Regions from separate parts of the Rattus norvegicus genome. Here region 2 is linked to region 1. A link is a contact called in public Hi-C data. All regions are on one chromosome and are shown on one strand. The core of a region is the stretch at or near the end of the contact, and the rest is flanking DNA. Distances in the headings are between cores, read along the strand shown.

The links. A called contact is a pair of places that touch in the nucleus more often than the background predicts.
Region 2: a Hi-C map of Schwann cells shows a contact between it and region 1, with 6 times the contacts expected there. The contact joins two enhancer-like sites. A contact is called at or near these places in 10 of 12 Hi-C or Micro-C datasets (the A7r5 cell line, the Rat2 cell line, Schwann cells and 6 more) and 1 of 1 datasets of contacts at active chromatin or transcription factors (oligodendrocytes).

What each region holds. Positions count from the first base shown.
Region 1 is chr7:35,873,999-35,878,535 of GRCr8, reverse strand. Poc1b (POC1 centriolar protein B) reads right to left here. Exons shown (of 12, transcript NM_001398583.1): 10 at 2,346-2,426. Among named protein-coding and RNA genes, the nearest start is that of Galnt4, 64 kb to the right of the region's middle. Within about 2 kb of position 1,970, at least 8 of the 93 cell types and tissues checked have an H3K27ac peak or open chromatin away from gene starts, as enhancers often do. A contact at or near this core is called in Schwann cells, where this site is marked.
Region 2 is chr7:36,296,090-36,300,626 of GRCr8, reverse strand. No RefSeq gene overlaps it. Among named protein-coding and RNA genes, the nearest start is that of Cs-ps1, 190 kb to the left of the region's middle. Within about 2 kb of position 1,761, at least 2 of the 93 cell types and tissues checked have an H3K27ac peak or open chromatin away from gene starts, as enhancers often do. A contact at or near this core is called in Schwann cells, where this site is marked.

The DNA.
Region 1 (4,537 bases), core at 721-3,220:
AACCCTAAAGAAAAAATTCTTTAAAAAGCCAAAAAATTATATAGGTGACTTGAATGAATCAAAATAAAATTAAGGTATTTGAGAAGATAAACAGTTTAAAACCATGTCTATATGGTATATGGTATATGGTATATAGTATATGGTAGCCAATACTAACCTTTTGCAGAGAAACACCTGGGGGGTGGGAGCAACTGTGCTTTAAAAATACAGATTGGTAACAACTGATTTTGATGGGCAAATATTATATCAAAATTTCTGTCAGGCATCAGAGACAGAAGTGCAAGCCACAAAGATGCCACCGTTACACTGCATGCCTAACTTCCTCTCCACAGGGAGACACGAGAGGGCCGCTAAGACTCACTTTAGTGTAGCTTCTGTGTGCTGGGCAAACTGCTATAGACACACGTTCCCAGCCCTTTGTCTCTCCAAGTCTTTACTATATAGTTCAGATAGCCTCAAACGCAAAACCTCCTGCCCCTGACTTCTGAATTCTAAATTAGAATGTGCCATGGTGCTTGGCATGGCTACTTTTAAAATCATCCCTTAGAATCTTTCTTGTAAAGTGAAGTCACTGATATTCGACTGGCTCTGTTTCAAAAAGGCATTTTCACATTTCTCAGGCCAGTGCTCCCTTCTTGTGGACAACTGACTGTTTTATGGAGTGCTCCCCTCTTGTGGATGACACTCCTACATCAAAGTCCCACGCATACCACATAAACTAGCTGACTCTGGTTCCCCTGGGTTATCTTCAAGGGATAAGTACCCTTTTGTTCTAGCTGGTGACAAGCCCACCTTCATAGCAAACTCTTGAGAACACTTAGAGTCTTCAAGTCGGGAAGTTTTTGTGTGTTTGCTTGTTTGTTTATTTTTTTGCTTTTTGAATACACTGTAGCTATTTTCAAACACACCAGAAGAGGGCATCAATCCCATTACAGAGTGTTGTGAGCCACCAGGTGGTTGCTAGGAATTGAACTCATGACGTTTAGAAGAGCAGTCAGTGCTCTTAACTGATGAGCTATCTCTCCAGCCCCAAGTCATGAGTCTTTGCAAAGCTTAAAGGGTACTTGGCAGGGAGAGTATGTCTCAAAAAGTAGAACAAAAACCCTGAGATAGTTTCTAGGTCAGGAGCACTAAATTTTAGCCTGCTAGTTAGGTCACAAGCTGCCTATCTCCAGGATACAAAGTCAGCTCACTGGAATATATAAGGTCAATGTCATGGGCTGTGTCAAATTCATTGAAGACTAACTACGGCAAAGCTCTGTGCCAAGTTTCAGATAGCTGGTTAACGTTTAGTTAAATTCCACTGCACAAGTCGCTCCTTCGTGCGGAAATGCTGCTGGGTTATAGATGTGAGCACAGTAAGCACAGATCAGCTCCACCAGACTCACGCCTTCCCTTTCACAGTGAGCGCCTGCTTGCTGCTGTGTGGCTCTTGTCACTGCATCTTCTCAGAGAAGAACATTAACTAACGATGAAAGGACACTTCATAACTGGAGAACTGGAGCACTTCCTCAGTGCAGGCAGAACTCCTTTGCACCAGATACTCTTCTTGGCATCTGCTAGAGTCGATATGTCAGGCTGTGTTTCTTTAAAGTTTTACCCACAATACTGAACTAAATGGACAGCTTAGCAGCAATGCTGTCAAAGGCAGCGCTGTTCTTCCTGCTCTTCGAGCAGGGCTTGCACTAATCATCAGGTTACTGTGATTGGTGTAGAAGAGAGGGCAACTCAGAAGGTAAAAGGCTCAAGTTGTTTCTGAAGCCTTCAGATGCTCAAACTATAAAACACACAGATAACTTTTATAAACATAAATCTAAGTATTAGGGATACTTCATTTCTGGACAACCCATTGGGAATAACAAAACAGAGCGGAGGAATTGCCATCTTCGAGCAGTGGAGCAGAGCCTGCTCTGTGACAGCAGTGTAGGGGCCCAGGGCAGGGAGCAGGGCACAGCGAGCAGAGGACAGGGGCCAGCGGGTGGAGGCCAGGGGGAGCAGGCAACAGGGTAGGCAGGAAGTAGGGGGCAGGGAACAGGGAGAAGACAGCAGGGAGCAAGTGGGGGGCGAGAGGGGCAGAGGGAGGAAGGCAGGAGGCAGGGGACAGGGTAGCAGGGTAGCAAGGAATTAAGTAGGGAGGGTGAATTAGACGGAGTTTAATGTCTTCAAAGGTAAAACTGTTCTGGAAATGGTTGCTGCTCCCCCTGGTGGTTTTTTAGAAACTTAGAAATGACTTTGCTGTGCTGAAATGTTAGGTTGCCAGAGTTCACATTTTATTCCTGACTCTTACAGGAAATAGACTGTGATAAATGGTTTAACAATGCTTAAGTTAAAGAAAAATGACTTACTGTGGTTGAATCAAAAGAAAGGACATCCACAACTGGGGGAGAAGAACTGTGCAAGTCCATTACCTCAAGTTTTGGATTGATCTGTGTGCACACGTAAAACAAGTTAATGTGATATCTTTTCTCATAAGGGACCGATACTAAAGAACCACAGAGTATTTATAATATATTCTAAAAATAATGCATGTACTCATTGATAAAGACACAAATATTGGCAAAATATGAATTCACTAACCCTACCAACATTTATGATATTGACAATGTTGAACTTAGGCAAGAAATGGTCATTTTCATATTTTAAAAGCAATGTAATTCACCTACAGAGGAATATTAAAATAGAAAGACCCACCTCAAGAAATGCAGAAAATATCCTAGCCAGTACATTAAAACAAGAAGAAATAGAATGTTAAGATGTAAGAACCAGAGAGGAAATTATAAACTTTCATTTAAAAAACGCAGTGATTACCAATGGAGAACTAAGCAGAATCTACTTCTGAGTCCCCAGCCCCACTAAGAGAACCAAAGGACACTGTTAACCCCACTCAACGCACAAACCCAAATGGATTTCAACATGAACTTAAAATACAGATAGTATTAGAAGGGCATGTGTAATACTATAAAACTGAAGAAAATCCGCCAGGAATGCATGTGAAATTTTAAGACATCATTGACATGAAAGTTTCAGGTAAACAAAGCTATACTGTGGATGGCTTGGAAGCAGGCCAAATAGTAAGAAGAAACCAATAGTAAGATTCAATGGCATCAGTCTACAGCACGGATGATGGACCGTTTTAAAAACTGGCAAGGAACACAGATCCCAGCTAGGAGGGGATGGCAGGAGGTGAGCGGAACCCAAATGTGATGAACAACCAGTAAGACCAGCAAGAGTAAACAACTACAGTCATTGTTCAACCAGAGGTGGAGAAGAGCATCTGAAAAACCAGAAAAGCAGAAGCTGCCAGCGAGGGGAAAGGCACTTGTGATCACAGCTGCTGTGGGAGAGTTGTGCCGCCATGAGGATCATTACGATGTTGAATACAGGAACGGGCGGATATCTAAAATCTATACACAAGCTTATCCACGGAAATGTAGAAAACAGAAATTCCATGAAAACATCTACAGACGTGAGACCCTAATGGCTAATGGGCTTGCCTTCATAAACTCATTATCCGAGGGAAAAGTGGAAACGGTAAGAAACACCATTGCAAACACCAGAGTGCTCCTCCATATTGTCAGCAGTGCGCATAGCACTTTGTAACCAACGCTAAGCTATACTGTAGAGACTGGCTGTGAGGTAAAGTCACTGAGACACCACACGGCAGTGAAGTCGAGGAGAACACAGCTCTGCACACTATATAAGTAGGTCAGGTCACGTTATACATACATCTCAGGGTTTTTTTTTTATATGAAATAAAAAGGCAAGTTACAGTAAAACATACTCAATACAACTCCATTTACCTCAAAGTTTCTGACCGTTCAAAGCTAAACAGTATTTAATTAAAGATTTGAAAATACCTGTGTAGTAAAATTACAGAGAAAGAAGAATGATTTCCTGGATCGATGACTACCTCCGAGGGAAGTCATTTTTAAATTCAAAGGTTGCAGGGCAAACCAAAAAAAAAAAAAAAAAAAAAAAAAAAAAAAAAAAAAAAAAAAAAAAAGCAGTCATCTTTAGTTCAAAGACGAGAGCCAAAGAGCACCCAGACTGCAGGACCAACCGGACAGCACTTGGTACACTCAGGGCCAGAAAGGAACTCTAGCTGATGGCCCAGCCACAAGGACTTTAGAAAGGAAACACAGCTTAACACGGCTTCTCCACACCAAAATAAAAACAAAATACACTTCAGAAAGCAAGTCATAGACACAGGGTGCAATAAAGACCCCACCCCCACCCCCACCAGCCGAGCACAGCCATAGTGCAAATGAACAAATGTCCAGGGACAGGAAAAGAGACAGAAACAGATTGGAGTTGACAAAGGCCAGATTACAAAGAAATTTGGGGGAACCGTGAGGCTGGAGTTTAAGTGCTTTAGAGAGACCCACTGGGGAGAGCCACTGGACACTGCTTTCCCTGTGGGCTGAGCTCCCAGCAAGAAGAGTGATCGACTGAGGGATTGAAGGCACTCGGTCTGGAGGACAGAGCTGTACCTTGGGTTAGATTTATGTATGTGTATGTGTGAGGACGTGCACACTTA
Region 2 (4,537 bases), core at 512-3,011, 420 kb before region 1:
CTTCAGACTACCACCTGTCCTACCATAGATCCCACTCACTAATCCAGGACACCAGAAGTTCCCACTTCAGTAGCCTGAGGCCCTGTGCTGAATGTCCTAAGACCTCTATCTCAAATATAACCTAGTAAGAGTGAAATGAGATGATGTCTGCTGTTAAAGAATGACCTGTACAGGGATGTGATATGAATGGCCCCTGGAGGTGCAGGTTGAATGTCCACAGATCCACATGGAAATCCTTTTGAGGGACTGTGAAAAGATGGGGTAGAAAGTGAAGGCTAGTGAATATTAGCTATGCTCTCCTGGGCTCTAACACGCTGATGCTAAATTCTAGAGTCTAAGAAATCTAGAATCTAAACTTAGCTTTATAAAGCATTTTAAAAGTGGCTTGGTTTTTAATCAAAAGATGGAGGTTATGTATTTTATTATAAACCCAGAAGTGGAGCACAGCTCATTCCAAGCAAGCTGTCTTTCTTTCGCATTAATCTGTCTTAGTTCCAGCGTCACTTACCTTCTCTGACCCGCCCCCTTCTCTTGTCCCTTCTATGTTAGCTTCATGGAAATACTTTAAACATTTAGAAATATGAGAAATATTCCCAAACTCTGAGCTTTGCAAACGTTTAGGACTAGATAGAAGAGGATTAGGTACCGTTTGTCAGGGAGATTGAAAGTAAACAAATAAAGCTGGAAGCTAGAAGCTGAAGCAGAGAAAAAGAGCACCCCGGGCGGGCGGGCGGCGTTCAGAGGAGCGCAGGTGCACCTGTGCGAATTGCTAGCTGGTGGTTTGAGTTTGATGGTGAAAGTAATGGAGACCAGGAAGGAGGCCCAGCTGGAGAGCAGATGCTGGGGTTAGAGACCTGATCTGCTCTCCTTGCCAAAGAAATACCTCACACACATTTATATTTTTTTTCCTCTCATTCCTTTGCTTCTATCTAGAGTTGATGGTTGAGGCAAGGAGAAAGAGAGACTATGAAAATGCCTGTTGTTATAATAGCGTCCAAGAGTCCAAGTAGAAAGGCATGTGGCCGATAGAAGAGCCAACATCTAGGGGGAAAACCAGCAATTCTGTCGCTCTTAACTAGCTATTCTATGAAATCACAGCTGAGCCAAAGCTCCAAAACCTAGGGACATCCGTAGCAGCACAAGGCAGCCAATCAAAATAGGTCTATCAAAATAGGTGACCAGAACGCTAAGATAGGTCCTTGCACAAGAGATCCAGAATGTTGGAACGAGGCTTGCTTCTCCTCCGAGTCTTGTAACTTACTGGGGTTCAGCAGAAGACTCCCAGATGTTGGCTGGAATCTAAGAGGAAGGCCGGTGGCCAGGTGGGCTCTCTCTGTTTCTAGACTTTGCAAGGCCTTATCGACCTCATAAGTGATGGACATTGGACACGCAGCATTCCACTTCTGTAACTTAGAGATATAACATACAGCTACGTGGTAGCTATTGATCATATTTTCTTACTAAAAACAGTATAATTACTTCACGGAAAATTTTATTTTCACTGCTTTGTATAGTTTGTTGTGGGGGAGTGAAGGGAGCGGGGAACAGTAGTACCCCCTAGTTAGTGTACCCCCTAAACGATACCTCCCATAAACAATAGACCTTTCTCCATCCTACAGTAGAGTCTGGCCATAGGGACTGTTAATCTATCAGACTCCCACAGTAAGACTTGAAACTGTGAGCTGGTGAAACACAATGGTGAGGTCAACAGAAACGCAAAACATTCCAGCAGCAGGCGCCTCTGAGATGTTCAGAGGCATAGCCGAGACAGTAGCCGGAATTCTGGGGCAGGCTCTGGGCCCGACTGCCCCAGGAGAATGATCTTAGAGGTGAAAGATGCGGCCCACTCTTTTCCCAAGCAGCCTCCCCAACCCCCAGCTTTCCATATCCACTTAAGTAAACCCCCACACTATTCCCTGTAAAGCAAACCAGTCAAGCAGCCCCTTTTCCAGCATCCTGAGTAGTTCCTGCCTCCAGGCAGTGATCACCAGCGAGGTTAAAACCTCCAACCGACACTAGGAATTATTGGTAAGAGCACAGATTTTTCACACAATCGCGGTTTATGGTGGGGAAGCAGTGGCTCCCCCAGTTTTAGCGAAGGACTTTTAACACAATGCCACCTTTCACCACTGCGCCTTCTTGTCAAATCCCCCAGTGTGCTAACTGTAACAAAGCCACTTGGCTATCAGTTTACTACAGAATGGGGTCATCAAAGAAAAGAGAACTTTTTTTCTTTTTTACATCTCTGAAGTCCAGTGATTCCTGATATGACGGTGAAAGGCAGGCCGGTTAATTCGATGAGCTAGGGGGAGCCTGCGGTGCTGATGGAGGAGGGATACTGGGGAGTTTAAGTAGTGAGCTTAAGGGAGACGGAGAAGTCAATATATTGCTCCCCTCCCCCCTCCCGGGGCCGTCAATCCTGGTTACTGATCACACTTAAGTAGAAAGATTCTCCTTTAAAATGTCATTTTGAAAATTAAAACACATACACACATATGCAACTAAGCAGATGTTCCTATGCCACCGCCTCCTCCTCCTCCTCCTCTTCCTCCTCCTCTTCTTTCTCCAGCCTCACAGGAAACACATGTCTGTGTTGTCCTAAGTCCAGTTACTAATTAGCATGTTTCAGTAGCACATTTTAGAGAGGATGGAGAGGACTTTAAAGGGATTCCTTCCTTTCAAATGGAGACAGCTGGTCTTAATTACCAAGCAGGAAGAGAATGTGCCAATAGATCCTTGAAAAGCCAGAGTGGAGCAAAATGCCCGGGAGTCTTCGGTGCCTGCTGGAAGGGTTTCTCGTTAGAGGTAGGAAGGAGTTGCGTGCTATCTACAACTTCACCTTATCCCAGCCAAGCAGCTGTCTAGCTTCATCACCCTGCAAAGGAGGTGGGTAACTCTGCCCAAGAGCTCAATAAAATCAAAGGTCATTTCACATCATGCGTGCAAATTTCATAGACATGAGGTCAGAGCTGGGAAGTAAAATACGTCACCCTCCCTCAAAGATGCCTAGCTAGATAGGAGCTGGGATCTTTTCCTTTTAAAACCAACACCAAGGACAAATGACTCAAAGCTCATCTTTATAATTAATGGAAGGACAGTTGGTCCACACATCCAAAATGATTCCTGGGGCGAAGAATATCTTAAGACTAGCAAGACGGTTCAGAGGGTAGAAAAACCACTTGCTTGGCCAAGCTCCGTGACCTAAATTCTAGCCTAAAAAGAAGAGAAACGTGTGTTGCAGCCTGTTCTCTGACTTCCACGGGGGGGGGGGGGGGAGTAGGGGTAGGGGGGTGGGCACTGTGATGTGTACCACCTCTAAACAATCTCTCAAGAAACCTTTTTTAAAAAGAAATGGAGGTGTTTTTCTTAAATTATTATTATGATAGTTACTATTAGCGAGCATGGGCCTGTGTTGTGCAGTTTTTATGCATATCTATCTGTCTGTCTGTCTGTCTGTCTGTCTGTCTGTCACATATAGCAATACTGTGAGAATACTGTGGAATTGCTCCTTACCACAGCATCAATGGATGCCATTGCTCCAGTGAGTGAGGCTAGCGGACTTAAGATGGCTGAAGTGCTTACTGGAAGGGGGCTTTAGAGCTGGATTTGAATATGAAAATATGCCCACCAGCTGGGCTGAATGCCCCCACCTATGCATCATGAGAACAAACATATTCAGTTGTGTTTGCAGTATAAAGAATCATATCCTGATTTACGGAACGCACGATTCGTTCTTTTTTTTTTTTCCTCCTTCGTTATTTCTATCTTCAGGAACACAAAAACATTTTGAAAAGCAAAGGAAGTGTTCCCCCATTCCGAATATTCAACATTAAAAGACAAAAATAATAACTCACAACAATGGTGTGATAAATGTAATGACTCAAACACCATTGAATACCCACAAAACACCTACATTCACCGTCTGGAAAGTTCCAAACTTCATCATTTTTTTTAAACAAAGCCTAAAAACTCACTTGGCATTTCTTGATGTCAAAGAAAAAGTAATTTCGCAGTCATTGTTTTGATTGGTTGGTTGATTGGTTTTCTTTTAATGAAACACCTAATTTTGGCAAGAGACTAAGCCCAGAGCCTCCTCATCATGGGTACAATAAAGACATGATGGCTGATTGTAGGAGCACAGAGAGACAGCGTCTGGCCCAGAGTAGATGGGGTTTCTTCATGAACAGGACTGGGAAGATCTTTAGTGCTTGGAATGACGGTAGAGAGTAAATATTTGCCAATTATATATGACCAAGGAAGGAAGCAGCCTCGTGTTTATGTCATGGAGAGGCCTGAAAAGTGACACAGGATGATCAGCATCAAGCTAGATCATCTCAACAATGCCTGGAGTTATTTCAAAAGCACAACGCTACCCACTCTGAGATCATAGCAGCTCGCTTCAAGCCTGGCTCCGTTCCCTCCTACCATGCTGGCTCTGTGACAGATTCTGGTTCTTGACATGTCTTCCTTGTTAGCTCAGTTGCTCATTTGGCATCTGAACTCTTGCTTATGCTGTTTCCTCTAAGTCGTGTCCCAG